Regions from separate parts of the Pan troglodytes genome. Here region 2 is linked to region 1. Evidence: chromatin contacts called from public HiChIP or PLAC-seq data. All regions are on one chromosome and are shown on one strand. The core of a region is the stretch at or near the end of the contact, and the rest is flanking DNA. Distances in the headings are between cores, read along the strand shown.

What was found. HiChIP or PLAC-seq counts read pairs in DNA pulled down with a chosen protein or histone mark.
Region 2: an H3K4me3 HiChIP or PLAC-seq map of stem cell-derived excitatory neurons shows a contact between it and region 1, with 5 times the contacts expected there. The contact joins the promoter of ZDHHC12 here to the promoter of PHYHD1 in region 1. A contact is called at or near these places in 1 of 7 Hi-C or Micro-C datasets (stem cell-derived neural progenitor cells) and 1 of 1 datasets of contacts at active chromatin or transcription factors (stem cell-derived excitatory neurons).

Annotation. Positions count from the first base shown.
Region 1 is chr11:9,536,360-9,540,191 of NHGRI_mPanTro3-v2.0_pri, reverse strand. PHYHD1 (phytanoyl-CoA dioxygenase domain containing 1) reads left to right here and starts at 1,926. Exons shown (of 12, transcript XM_009457443.5): 1 at 1,926-2,612; 2 at 2,874-2,991; 3 at 3,227-3,300. The coding sequence starts at 3,268.
Region 2 is chr11:9,730,240-9,734,482 of NHGRI_mPanTro3-v2.0_pri, reverse strand. It overlaps ZDHHC12 (zinc finger DHHC-type palmitoyltransferase 12), which reads right to left and starts at 1,500. Exons shown (of 5, transcript XM_520297.8): 1 at 1,157-1,500. The coding sequence starts at 1,256. It overlaps LOC104008025 (a long non-coding RNA gene), which reads left to right and starts at 1,587. Exons shown (of 2, transcript XR_682449.5): 1 at 1,587-1,798.

The DNA.
Region 1 (3,832 bases), core at 677-3,176:
CCTCTGTATCCCCATGTGGACAATGGGAATTTCCACTCTGTGCTCTCAAAGGTCCCTTGCAATTCCAACAGTGAGTCCCAAGTGTTCTACAGAGGTGGGGCTGAGAGTCATTGTGGGGAGGCCTGCCTCAGCTCCCAGCCCCTTTGGGGGCCTTTGGAGGTAGTGTGGTAAAGGGCAGAGGCTGAGACAGCTGCTTCCAGATGCCAGTTCTGCCGTGTTTGATGTGGGGCTTCAGTTTTCTCATTTGTAAAATCAGGAAGGTAATGGCACACTTGCAGGACTGTTCAAGGAACAATGGCGATTATGTAGGTAGATGGGGTTTTTGATGGAGGACCTGGCTGCTAGTACCCAATAAATGGCCTTGTATCTTCCACCCAGACCAAGGATCCTTGTGGTGGGCCAACGTGGGCGCCCTGCGGCAGGAGACTGGGTGAGGAAGAAAGGCAATCATATCTGACTTTGACCTTAGTGATAAGGCCTGGGTGGCTGCTTGGGCACCTCCTCTACAACTGACCAGAGTCTACCCCTCCTCCCTCCATGGGGACTCTGACCCCTCCAGGTGAACTCAGGCCTGAGCCAAGATTCCCTCCCTCTTCTCCCCCTGCCATGGGCTGACAGGCTGAGCAGCTGGACTGTGACTGCCGGGCTGGGGCCTTCTTTTCTGTTTCCGTGGTGGAGGTCCCTCCCCCAGTTTGGTACCCTTCCCACCACCCCCTGACCCCACTCCCGCCCCCACCCTGGCCTTGAGGCTGTCCAGCGCCTGGAGCAGGAGAGTTCGATCTGGAGCTGGTTTACATTTGGAAAAAACCATGTAGAAACACCGCCCACCCACTTCCCAAAGTTGAGCAGAATGAACAGTTAGTGGGAGGCTGGGCCTCTCCCATCCCCCTCCCCCACCCACCCAGGGCTCTCCACTCTGCCTAAAACCACTGTGGTGGTCTTCTCTCTGATTGTAACAGCAATTTTGGAAGCTCAAAAAAATTGTTTAAATTATATTCCACCCAGCCAGGTGCAGTGGCTCACGCCTGTAATCCCAGCACTTTGGGAGGCCGAGGCAGGCAGATCACAAGGTCAGGAGATTGAGACCATCCTGGCTAACACGGTGAAACCCCATCTCTACTAAAAAATATAAAAAATTAGCCGGGCGTGGTGGCAGGCGCCTGTAGGCCCAGCTACTCGGGAGGCTGAGGCAGAATGGCGTGAACCCAGGAGGCGGAGCTTGCAGTGAGCCGAGATTGCACCACTGCACTCCAGCCTGGGTGACAGAGCGAGACTCCGTCTCAAAAAAAAAATAAAATTAAAAAAATAAATAAATAAATAAATAAATAATATTCCACTCAGAACAGCCCCTGCTAACATTTGGTGAACAACTTGTTCACCAGTTGGTAGGCACTTACTCAGCGCCAGGCCTGGTGCCAAGCTCTTTATCAGCTGCGAAGCATTCATCTCATTTACTGCTCACAGGGGATCCTTCTGCTAGCCCCAAATTACAGACTGGGAAAGTAAGGCCTGAACATCTGGGACGCAAACACAGTCTGCTTCACTGAGTCTCTACTACAAGCTTTCTGTGGGGGCTCCCAGGGGAATGGCTGGCCCAGTCCGAGGGGACCTCAGTGTTCTTGGCACATGGTAGGCATCTGTCTTTGTTGGGCAGTTGCATCAGAAGGGTTGAGGACAGCTGGGAACACATCCTGCCTCTAGTGAACCTCGTGGTTCTGTTATCTGCCTGCCCCTCACCCAGCCTAACCCCTCTGAACCAGGAGCCTCAGCTGCATTTACTGCTCCCCTCTGCCCCCTGGACGGCCTGGACCAAGCAGCAGCTCCCAGAGCGGTGGCCCAGCAAACATGACTTGACTCGAGGCCAAGGCTCTTGAGGGCTGAGCAGTGTCCCCATGCACACTCCTGAAACACTTTGTCCCTTCGCCATTCAGAAGGCATCATTTTGGGGAAGGCAGCAGCCGGTTTTCAGAGCCAGCGAGTGGCCCTGCCAGCTGCTGAGCAGGGCAAGCTGAGAAGGGTGGTGGTGTGCAAGTGTTATTCTCTCTTTTTGTTTTTGTTTTTGTTTTTTTGAGATGGAGTCTCACTCTGTCGCCCAGGCTGGAGTGAGTGCAGTGGCATGATCTCGGCTCACTGCAACCTCGGCCTCCTGGGTTCAAGCGATTCTCCTGCCTCAGCCTCCCGAGTAACTGGGACTACAGGCACCTGCCACCATGCTCGGCTAGTTTTTGGTATTTTTATTTATTATTTATTTATTTATTTTGAGACCGAGTCTCGCTCTGTCGCCCAGGCTCTAGTGCAGTGGCCCAATCTCGGCTCACTGCAAGCTCCGCCTCCCGCGTTCACGCCATTCTCCTGCCTCAGCCTCGCGAGCAGCTGGGACTACAGGCGCCCGCCACCACACCCGGCTAATTTTTTGTATTTTTAGTAGAGACAGGGTTTCACTGTCTTAGCCAGGATGGCCTCGATTTCCTGAACTCGTGATCCGCCCGCCTCTGCCTCCAAAGTGCTGGGATTACAGGCCCGAGCCGCCGCACCCGGCCTGCAGGTGTTGTTCTGACCCCAGCTCCACTGTGCCAGCCCGACTTGAGATGCCAAGTATCTTGGGCCTGAGGGTGGGTAACAGGAAGCATCTCTCTATTCTCAGCCCCTTCCTCCTACTAAGATACCCCATGTCTCCTACTTTCCTCTGAGCTGCAGACGGGTGCGTTAATTCCCTTCCATAATCCTCCCAGGGCCGAGAGGGTTTCAGATCGGTGCTGGGAGGGGCCCAGATAGTTCTCCCCAGGACCTCTTCCACCTTTGGAATGCCCATTACCTGGGGAAGGGGGGTGCCGCACATCCCCCAGACCAACCCTGCATCCCATTCTATCCAGATTGAGGCCTAGAGAGAGGCAGGCGTTCCTCAGAGTTACAGGGAATGGCGGCGCCTGGACTGGGACTCAGCCCAGCTGCTTGGCCTGACCCTCTCAGAGCATAATTTCCCGGCACCTGGTAAGCAGTGGTGGGGGATGGTTTCCAGAAGAAACACAGAGGAAGCAGATAAAATCCTTGGAGATGGGAAAGGGCAAATCCTGGATTAGTTGTGGGGGTGGGGGAGATTAGTCTGGAGGTCACAGGCTGATCTGGCTGTGTCTAGGGAAGGAGGGTTGGGTGGTGGGACCGGGTTTTCTCCGGGTAGGGAAGGGTTAAGTCCTCCCAGGCTCCTAAACTTTCTCCTCCCCACCAGGAGGCCGCGCTTAGAAACCACCCAGTGCCCCGAGTGTCTCCATGGCCTGCCTGAGCCCCTCGCAGCTCCAGAAGGTAGGAGGCTGCAAGTCGGGGCCGGGAGTGTCATGGCGGGGGGGTCCCTGCCGGACCTTCAGTAGTCCCAGTGCCCAACCCACCCCCTGCCCCATTTTACCGAGGACGAAACTGAAGCCCAGAGGAGCGGGTTCCCAACCGCAACCCCTCCTGACTTCTTCACACATAGCCCTGGGTGTCTAGATCACAGGACCCAGGGTGGGGTGGGGTGGGGACGTGTGTGTTTGACCAAAAACGAGAATAAGGCCTCGGAACCCACCAGTTCAGCCCTGGGCGGGAGTCGGCAACGCTGTTGGGGGGCGCAGCGCCCAGGAGGGGGCGGGGCCTGCGAGGGGCCCAGGAGGGCCCATGTTCGTCCAATCACAAAAGGCTACCTCGTGGGAATTAGTGTGCAAGAGCCTTTTAAAAAATCACTCATACATTCCCACGCTGAGACTTAATATTTTCGTATACAGCTCTAGAAGCTTTGTTTCAAAGTCTGTTACAACAGCTACCACGAATCAAGTGCTGGACAGGTTTTTTTGGGAGGGTA
Region 2 (4,243 bases), core at 251-2,750, 190 kb before region 1:
GCATCTGGCCAGGAGGAAGAAGAGAGTCGCTACAAAGGCCTGGCAGGAAGTGAGGGAGGAAGGAATGGACAGGGGGCTGCTGGGTGAAGGGAGCCAGACCTGACTGGATGTGGGAGAGAGGGAGGAGGGGTCCAGCGTCTCTGGCTCTGCAATGGTGAGAGACTGGTTAGGTCTGAAATGCCTGAGAGAGATACAGTGGGAAGGGTGCAGCTGGCAGGCTCAGATGCTGCAGAGGGGCATAAGGAAGGGTCCAGCAGGCTTCAGCCCAGGGAGGTGACAGGATTTTGGGGAGGTAGGGTGCAGGGCAAGGAGTGAGGGGGCATGAGACCACCAGACAGCAGAGTGTAGACAAATCCCGTGTCCCTTGGTTGTAAGGGGGAGCAGAGAAGAAAGGGTGGGTTTTGAGGGGGGTTTTCTGATACGGAGACCTGAGCAAGTTTTTAGGCTAAAGGGTGAAGGTGGTGGAGGAGGTCTGTCTTGGGAGGAAAGCCAGAAGGGGCCCCAGTCCAGAAACTGAGGCTGGACTGCCATGGAAGGAGGGCTGGGGTCTGCTGTGGGGGACAGTGGGGGAGGCTGCCTGTGGCAGGTGAGGCGCTGGGTAGGGGGCTACTAAGAGGAATGAGGGAAATGGAGGTGGGTGGGTGGGTGAATCTGTGGGAAGATGGGAGACAGGCCGCACCCCATGGGGTGTTCTCTGGCCTGAGGGTTTGCCTGGACTTGGGCAGCTAGTGGCCATGGGGGTGTGGAGGGTGTGGGTGTGGGCAGAATGCCAATCTTTGCATCTAGTTGAGCCTCCTAATCGTATGGATAGGAAGATTTGGGGTCAGTTCCTGGGAAGGATCATGTGGGTCCCAGGATCAGGGGACATGGGGCTCAAGTCGGTCCTTGGATCTGGTGGGCACCGGCTGGGTCCTGGGATGGACAGGGCATTTGGCAATGATCAGGAAGATGCTGGGATTAATTAGGGATCAACGGGGTATCAGGCAGAGAGCAGGTGGCTCTTGGAATGATAGATGGGGAGAGGGCTTCAGGAGCTGGCGGAGATCGGGCCAATCCCAGGATCTCCAGGGATTAGGCGGGAGACCCAGTGAGACCAGAACGTCTGGGGAAGTACGCGGGATCGGGTGGGTCCGGGGTCGCTCGGGGTCCGGCTCACCGGTATCGTGCAGGAAGAGCACCAGCGTGATTCCCCAGGTCAGCACGGTGTGCCCGGTCCGCACCAGGACCCCAGGGCTGAGGAGCGCCCAGGGCGCCATCGCCTCGGCCCGGGGCCCCACCCGGAAGAAGCGCCCAGAGGGGCGGGCCCTCCGAGGGAGGGGAACGCGGCCGCCCGGGGACTGGTGGATCTAGGCGTTGGGCGGGGCCGGACTGGGTCAGGGAGGCTGCCTATTGGATGGCATCTGCGGCCGAGTCGACCCTCAAGCCAACAGGTGCCTGAAGAGGCTGAGGGTGGGGCCGGCGCGCGCGCAGCTGGTAACTCCCTCAACTCCAGCCCCACCCGCCAGGTAACTTTTGAAAGCGCCGGAGCGCGCGCGCACCTCCCCCGCGCTCCCCTGTGCCCTCCCCCGCGTTCCCCTGTGCCCGCCCCCGCAGCCTCGCGCATGCGCGTAGCTCCCTGGGCGCTTCGAAGATCCAGCGGCTTGCCGTGAGTCCGGGAGGCAAAATTGTACCCATTTCAAAGATGTGATGACTAAAGTCTCGAGAGGGCCAAGGCTCGCCCAAGGTTGCTCTGTGGTGACAGCTTTACCTCCTTGCTATGTATTCTCAGATATTGCAAACGGACGAGAGAAAAGTCGAGGTACGTGGTGCACATTCTGACTATGGGTGATCCAACTTAGGCGGGAGTCAGAAATCCCAGCACTGCCCCTTCCTACCTGTGTGACCCTGGGCGAGTTACTGAGCCCCTCTGAGCTGTTTTCTGTCTCTATAAGGGGGATTACAATAGTGTCTTCCTTCTAAGGTGTTTGGGAGGATTAAATAATGGAAGCGCCTTGTCTAGCACGGGACTGTCTTGCCTCTCCTGCTGTGAGCCACCACCTACAGGCGGACTTTCCTCACCGGAGGCTGCAGGCTGTCCTCCTTCCCTGTGTCCCCAGGGCCTTCTCCACTCAGCCCTGCCTTTCCACAGCACCTCCCACTGATACCAGCATCCTCCTCCGCCTCCCTCTGATTGGCCCCATCCCAGCTTCTCCGGGATACTCCTCTGACATCTGTTGTTTTTCTCAGCTCAACATCCTTTTTTTGGTTGGGGAATCGACTTCCCATCCCATGTGATTGGAGGGACTGCCCCTCACCCCATAGGATGGCGAGCGGCAGGCTGTGGGCTTTCGACTCTGCAGAACCAATCACAGGCCTTCCATGAGATTACTGTCTAGATGCTGAGAGGAAGGAGCATTCTTTTGGATCTCAAGCCTAAGGAATGGGATATAAGGCAACTGGGAGCCATCTTTACGCTGGGTGGAGAGGGCTTACCCTGTCTGTGGCTGGAGAAAATGAGACCAACTTATAAAGACACATAGAGATGGATAAGCAGCACTAAAGGAGGGAGCAAGAGATGGTCTGAACAACATTGTCTGAGCCCTCTAGATCCGGCTGTCCCTGAAGCTGATACTGACTCTGCATCCCCTGGTTGCAAGAGTCAATGAATTCCCACCTTTTTTTTTTTTTTTTTTTTTTTTTTTTTTTTTTTTTTTTGAGACAGAGCCTCACTCTGTTGCCTAGGCTGGAGTGCAGTGGCGCGATCTGGGCTCACTGCAACCTCCACCTCCCAAGTTCAAGCGATTCTCCTGCCTCAGCCTCCCAAGTAGCTGGGGCTACAGGCACATGCCACCACGCCCAGCTAATTTTTGTATTTTTAGTAGAGACAGGGTTTCACCATGTTGTCCAGGCTGGTCTCGAATTCCTGACTGCAAGTGATCTGCCTAACTCAGCCTCCCAAAGTGCTGGGATTACAGGTGTGAGCCACCATGCCTGGCCCCAATTCCTACCTTTGACTAGCCTGAGTAGATGTTTGAGTTGGGTGTCTGTCATTTGCAGCTCAGTCTTGACTACTGCACTGGGTGCAGGATCTGATGTGCTCAGTGGGGACATCCAGCACATTATCCACTCAGCACATAATTCTGAAGCTTCCGTGGGTTAGGCACTGTGCTAGTTAGTATCAAACATCCCAACACTAGTTCAAATAGTAAGGCCAGATTTTAATTAACAATATACTACTGATAGGGCGGAGAGCCCAGTGTGAACCAACTGAAACTTCTGTTTGTGCAGAGGTGACTGATGTTTTTTGTGGTTTTGGTTTTCTGCTTTCTTGAGATGGGGTCTCGCTATGGCCTCAAACTCCTGACCTGAGGCAATCTTCCCCCTCAGCCTCCAGAGTAGCTGGGACTGCAGGCGTGCTCCACCATGTCTGGCTTAAAGGGAGAATGAGGGAGTGGAGGGAAACGGTGAGGGCTTCAGCAGAATAAGGGAAATAAAAAATTCCAAAGGGTTGGTCATGGTAAATGTGATTAGGCAGCTCCGTGTGCTCGCTGGCAATGGTGAAAGTTAGGACTCTGTTCTCCTGCAGAGACTGGGAGACAGAGGCTCTGTCCTTCCTGATATTACATTTCAATAGAATGGCCTTCAGGTCCTTGAAAAAGACACTTCTGAGTTGTAGGAGATACACACTCATCTCAAATGGACAGAGGAAGGATCACAATTGTAAGTTCCCATCCCACCACATTTTTTTTTTTTTTTGAGACGGAGTTTCGCTCTTGTTGCCCAGGCTGGAATGCAATGGCGGGATCTCGGCTCACTGCAACCTCTGCCTCCCAGGTTCAAGCGATTCTCCTGCCTCAGCCTCCCAAGTAGCTGGGATTACAGGCACCCGCCACCATGCCCAGCGAATTTTGTATTTTTAGTAGAGATGGGGATTCTCCATGTTGGTCAGGCTGGTCTCAAACTCCCGACCTCAGATGACCCGCCCGCCTTGGCCTCCCAGAGTGCTGGGATTACAGGCGTGAGCCACTGCGCCCAGCACTTTTTTTTTTTTTTTGAGAGGGAGTTTCATACTGTTTCCCTGGTGTGATCTGAGGCTCACTGCAACCTCCGCCTCCTGGGTTCAAGCAATTCTCCTGCCTTAGCTTCCAAAGTAGCTGGGATTACAGGCACGTGCCACCACGCCTGGCTAATTTTTTAAAAATTCTTAGTAGACACAGGATTTCACCATGTTGGCCAGGGTGGCCTTGAACTTCTTACCTTGTGA